Regions from separate parts of the Anser cygnoides genome. Here region 2 is linked to region 1. Evidence: chromatin contacts called from public Hi-C data. All regions are on one chromosome and are shown on one strand. Each heading gives the region's core, a stretch centred on a gene start, on an enhancer-like site or on the middle of the called end of the contact. The rest is flanking DNA. Distances are from core to core; before and after follow the strand shown. Region 1 overlaps CEP68 (centrosomal protein 68). Region 2 holds the start of ACTR2 (actin related protein 2).

Region 1 (2,804 bases), core at 238-2,737:
CTCTCTGTTCAGTGCCGAGGAGAGAGCTCCGCTCCTGAGCCCTCGTGCTAGGGACCAGCTTCTCTTTGCCCCCTTCTGCAAACCCACCTGCAGCCCGTTCCTGCCTGCTGCTTGGCCTGAGCACACCCGACGGGGGTGACCTTTGTAGCCTGGGCTGTGCTGTGGAAGTGCTGTGCAGGCAAATGGGGAGCGAGGGATGCTGAAACAAGCAGGGGAGGGGACAGGTGGGCACAGGGCTCCGGAAAAGCCACGCAACCCCCTGCCGTTCGCAGCAGCACAGCCGCCAGCCCCATCTTCTTCGGCCTGCACTGAAATCACGCTCAGAGCGTGCAGAACTCACCCTGTGGTCGCAGGGTCGGGCAGCTGCACGGGGCCTCGTGCTGCGCAGAGCACTGTCACCGGGGCTGTGCCTGCCTTTCCTTACTTCAAGTGGCAGAAAGCTCCAAAACGCTTCTTCCTCGCAGCGTGTCGCTGCTTGAAGCGACCTCTTGCTGCCGTCCCTTTATGGTGGGAGGCCAGGGTCCCAGGGAAAAAATGGGAGAAAAAAGATGATTTTAAAAAGCAATAATAATAATAATTTCACCCTCTTTCTTTCCTCCTTTTTTTAAAGTCGAATTTGCTCTTGGTGCTCCCTTGGCTGGCCTCTCTTTGCTCCGTCGCTGGCCCAGCTGCAGCTGGGTGAGCACCAGCAAAACCAGTCCGTGTTTTCCTCGTGCTCGGTGCTGCTGTTGCTGGAAGATGCCTCGGTGCTCACGAAGCTCTGAGGAGCCCGAGCAGCTTTGCCAGATGCGTGCCTGTGACCGAGCAGCGCGAAGCCGCCACGTGGGGAGTTTGGCAGCGCTGCTTTCGCTGCTCGGCTGCCTCTGCAGGGAGCCCACCAGGTGTCATTTGTTCCTTGGAGTACCTCTCACTCCTGCTAGCTTGGCAAACGCAAGCAGAGGCGCTCAGCGCTGGCCCGCATTTGCAAAACAAGATTCCCCATGTGCTATTTCCAGTCGCCTTGATTTAGCTAAACGTAGCGAGCCCGTGTTTCTTTGAAAGCCAGGAGCGCGGCTTTGCTGACAGAGATCATCCCGTGGCCCGAACTGCTGCTTGTTCCCGTGACTTCTGCTTTCCCCGGAGGGGGGAGCATTTGTTGCCTGAAGTTATGATCTTGAATCTGCCCAGACCCAGCTAGCCTAATTAGTAAGCGCTTTAAAACCTGCCACATGCTTGTTAGCTTAAATTGGCTCTGTCCTCTGCAAGCCTTTGTTGGGAGCTTCCACCTGAGGGGGATTAGAGAGCTCGTAGGCTCCCCGTTCGGGGACCTGTGCAGCAGTGTGCTAGCTGACAAGACGGATCGTTCACATGTTATCATTTTATTGGCTTAGTGAGCATTAAAGGACACAGCCGGAGCACACTCTTCCTTCCCTCTGTAGACAGACGCCGAGCGCAGTGAGGATCAGCACTTTGCCCCATTGCTGGTGGCTGTTTTTGGTGATGTTTGCTCTGAGCTACGCTTCATCAGAGCTCGGAGGCGAGCAGAGGCCCTGCAGGTCGTAACCTCGGAGAGGCTGCCGGTGGGGTTTGATGCTGCCAAGTGCCTCTCCCTGCCTGGGGGGAGCCCTGCCCTCTTTACAGGGTGCTGGGAGGGGGGAAATTTGAGCCGTCGAGGTCTGAAACGCAGGGCTGCTTCTGCATCATGAGGGTATGCAAACTGCACAAGCTTTAGTCACAGTGGTGGGCTGTGTGCTGTAACGAGCTCACTTTTCACTTTTTTTTTTTAAACTTGGCTTTTTGCCGGGATCCTTTGTTTCCTAACAGTGCTCGGTGTGCATTATTAAAACCCAACTCTTCTGCCCTGTTGCAGCTCCTCACCGGAGGTCCAGCAAGGGCAGCAAGAGGGTGCCGGCAGAGCATCCCTGTGCGTGGAGTGCCTGCGGAGCCCGAATCCATCCCCGGCAGGAGCTGGGTGCCCATCCCACCTCCCCAGCACCCGCTCAGGACTTTGCCCAAGCGCCAGGAGCAGCCGCTAAAGCAAACAAACCCAATACAAGGGCAGCTCCTCGTGCCCCGGCCACATGGCTCCTCGAGAGGCTGCGACGCGTTGCCTCGGGTCGCTCGGCCTGCGGAGGCAGCAGTAGGCGCTCTCCTTGGCTTCCCAAACCGTCGCTGTGCGGGTGGAAATTAGGAGTGGTCTGAAAGCCAGTCACCTGAGATGGCTTCTGTCAGACCTGTCTGAGCTGACAGGCGTGCGGCCAGGCACAGGCGTGCTCTGGCGTGTGTGTGTGTGTGAATCAGAGGCTGAAACCAGAGAGAAAGGAGCCCCGCATATTTACAGGGCTCCGGGGCTCAGGCTTCAGGAGAGCAGTGAGATGCAGTGGGCTTGGCTCTACAGCTTGCTTGCAAATGTGTCATCAGCTGAGCAAGTGTTTCCACTAATTACTTTCACAAGAAGTTGATTTCATGAACGCTTGTGAGTTGGGGTAGAAGTTGCACAGCGAAGTGCCAAGATTCAGGTTTTATAGCCTCCTACCTCCCCCTCTAACTTTTTTTTTTTATATACTTTTGACTTCTGGGTGGCTTCCATTTCAAGTTTTTTGTATTTATCTTTTAAAAAAACCTCAATTTTCCACCTCGGCACCCTTCAGGGCTCGGCCACGTTAATACATGCTTTAGGTTCTAATTAATGATGTCTCATCTGGGCCCGGTGAACTGTTGGTGAGGTTGGCCATTCATTCAGGACAGAGCTGTGCCGTGCCAGCGAGGTGTAAAACACAGGTTTGTTCCCGGAGCGGTAAGAGCTTTAATTAGTTTGTGCCTGC
Region 2 (2,700 bases), core at 167-2,666, 53 kb after region 1:
AAAGCAATTGCTTAATGTATTTGACTCCAGCCCACAACATTAAACCTTGACTTTAAAAAATATGAGAACATCATGCAGTGAAAATGGAAAATATTAAGGCTAAGCTTATCTATACCAGAGTGCAAGACATACCCAGGTGCAGCTGCTGGGCTCCAGAATGACCAGAAGTTCTTCCATGATAGCTGCATCATGCAGGATCAGCCCACGTTCATTTGGGTTGCCTCCTTGCCCGATGAGGCGATGCCTTGCCTTCGCATCACTTTCAATGTCTGAATGCAATTAAAGCATGATAAAAAGGCACACATTCTGCTGTTTTTTTTACATTTCGAAGCATGCCAAAAAATCAGAACTATTATTCGTGTGTGACTTGGATGTGCAAGTATACAGAAAAAGCATGTGCTTTTGTTGTCTCTGTGTCTAATTATAGCATGCTGCTGTTCAGAGGATCATAGAATCATTAAGGTTGGAAAAGACCTTCAGGACCATCTGGTCCAACCATCCCCCTACTACCAATGTCACCCACTAAACCATGTCCCTAAGCACCATGTCCAGTCTTTCCTTGAACATCCCCAGGGACGGTGACTCCACCACCGCCTTGGGCAGCCTGTCCCAGTGCCTGACTGCTCTTTCTGAGGAGAAATGTCTCCTCGTTTCCAACCTGAACCTCCCCTGGCGCAACTTGAGGCCATTCCCTCTAGTCCTATCACAAGTTACCTGTGATAAGAGGTCGACCCCCAGCTCCCCACACCGTCCTTTCAGGCAGTTGTAGAGAGCAATAAGGTCTCCCCCAAGCCTCCTCTTCTCCAGACTAAACAACCCCAGTGCCCTCAGCCGCTCCTCACAGCACTTGTGTTCCAGGCCCTTCACCAGCTTCGTAGCCCTGCTCTGGACATGCTGCAGGGCCTCGATGTCCTTCTTGTAGTGAGGGGCCCCAAACTGAGCACAGTACTCGAGGTGCGGCCTCACCAGAGCAAGCTTGGGCCTGCTGCTGATTTCTTGAGTGTTAGGCTGGAGATGAGGAGGCATTTCTCCTCAGAAGGAGCAGTCAGGCATTGGGACGGGTTGCCCAGGGAGGTGGTGGTGTCACCGTCCCTGGGGGTGTTCAAGGAAAGGCTGGACGTGGTGCTTGGGGACGTGGTTTAGTGGGTGATGGTGGTGGTAGGGGGAATCTGGGGGCCATCAGAGGCAAAGCAGGGATATCCTTTATTATTTGAGAACACTGGAAGGACACAACGCGTTTGAACGGCCCAAACCACTCGGGCACCCCTGAGGGTCGCCGTGGGGATGGCGAAGGCAGGGCGGGGACAGCGCCGGCCGCCATGACGGGCCGGCTCCCCCTGCCGGGCGGCCGCCGCCACGGCAACCGGGGGGAGGGCGGCGCTCCCGGGGCGCGGGGAGGCGGGGCCGTGGGCGCGTGATTGGGCGGCGGCGGGGCGCTGACGGCTTCCGGCGTGCGCGGCGGGGGCGGGGGGGGTCCCGGTGCCGGTAGCGGGGCGGCCGTTGGGCGGCGGTTGGGCGGCGGTTGGGCCGGCGGCGGCGGCGCAGGGATGGACACGCTGGGCAGGAAGGTGGTGGTGTGCGACAACGGCACCGGGGTGAGTGGCGGCGGCGGCGGCACCGGCAGCGGGAGAGCCGCCGGAGGTCGGGTGGGAAGGGAAGGAGGAGGAGGAGGAAGGAGAAGGGCGCCGGCCCCGCTCGCTGCCGGTCCGCCCGGTGGCCGCGCCCGGCCTGCCCGGCCCCCGTAGGGCTTCGGAGGCCGAGCGCGGGGCCTGCCCTCGGGAGGGGACGGGGTGGGAATGAATGGGCCGCGGGGCTGCGGGGGCTGCGGAGCCGCCGGATCGGCGCCGGTAACCGGGAGGGCCCGGGGGGGGTTCTCGGCTCCCCATCACCTCCCTGGGTGGCAGCAGAAAGCCGGCCTTTTGTCAGGCTGCGGGGCGCCTCGGCAGGAAGTGCGGGAGGTACCATTTTAAAGGCAGGCGATAAGGTGCTGGGCGTGGAGATCCCCCTCGGGAGCTTTGTTCATCGGTCAAGGTTCCCCCCGGGGAAAGAAACGGTGCCTCTTACACTAACAACGCCGAGGGCACGCTAACATCCCCGGGATGGCGGGATATATGTTTAACAGACGCTTAGAATAAAGGAGAAAAAAAATATTTAAAACCCAGGATGGAATAGTTGAGACAAAGGATGATGATGTTAAGGATTCGGCCTCCTGATTTACGGTTTGCAGTTAGCATCCGAAATGGTTGGACTGCTTTGGAAAGAAGAACCAGGCAGCTGACAGGGTTTGACAGCTCCGATGCCTTCTCATGTTTCCCCTTCTAGGAAAAATTATCCTTAACGGGACTGAGGTCCAGAGCCTCTGGGCACTTTTTGCAGTATCAATTAGAAAAAGGAAAGAAAAATAAGACATTTTCCTTTTACAAATGAAGTGGAAGCTGGTGGATTTTTTTTTTTAAGTTTTAATGCTCTTTTTGTCAGGCTTGATTCCGAGAGGCCCATATCCAAAGAAAATTTTAGGACTTCATCCTTTAGGAGTACCCTTTAAATAGCAGTAAATCACAAAAAATGTTTTGGGTATAGCTAGTGACAGCAGCTCTGTAGTGTAGCCAGTCTCAGGAAGGTATGAGCCAGGGGTAGAGGCAATTATTTTTACACCATTTCCCAAGGGAAGTTCAGAACGCAGGCTTTATACAGTGTAAC

Evidence for each region. Hi-C and Micro-C count contacts between places; a contact is called where the count stands out from the background.
Region 2: a contact with region 1 is called in a Hi-C map of fetal liver, with 1.8 times the contacts expected there. The contact joins the promoter of ACTR2 here to the enhancer-like site in region 1. A contact is called at or near these places in 5 of 7 Hi-C or Micro-C datasets (fetal liver, granulosa cells and liver).

The regions. Positions count from the first base shown.
Region 1 is chr3:823,479-826,282 of Taihu_goose_T2T_genome, forward strand. All of the region lies in intron 2 of CEP68 (centrosomal protein 68), which reads left to right. Among named protein-coding and RNA genes, the nearest start is that of CEP68, 11 kb to the left of the region's middle. Within about 2 kb of position 1,488, at least 1 of the 3 cell types and tissues checked has open chromatin away from gene starts, as enhancers often do. A contact at or near this core is called in fetal liver, where this site is marked.
Region 2 is chr3:876,849-879,548 of Taihu_goose_T2T_genome, forward strand. ACTR2 (actin related protein 2) reads left to right here and starts at 1,417. Exons shown (of 9, transcript XM_066995329.1): 1 at 1,417-1,595. The coding sequence starts at 1,548.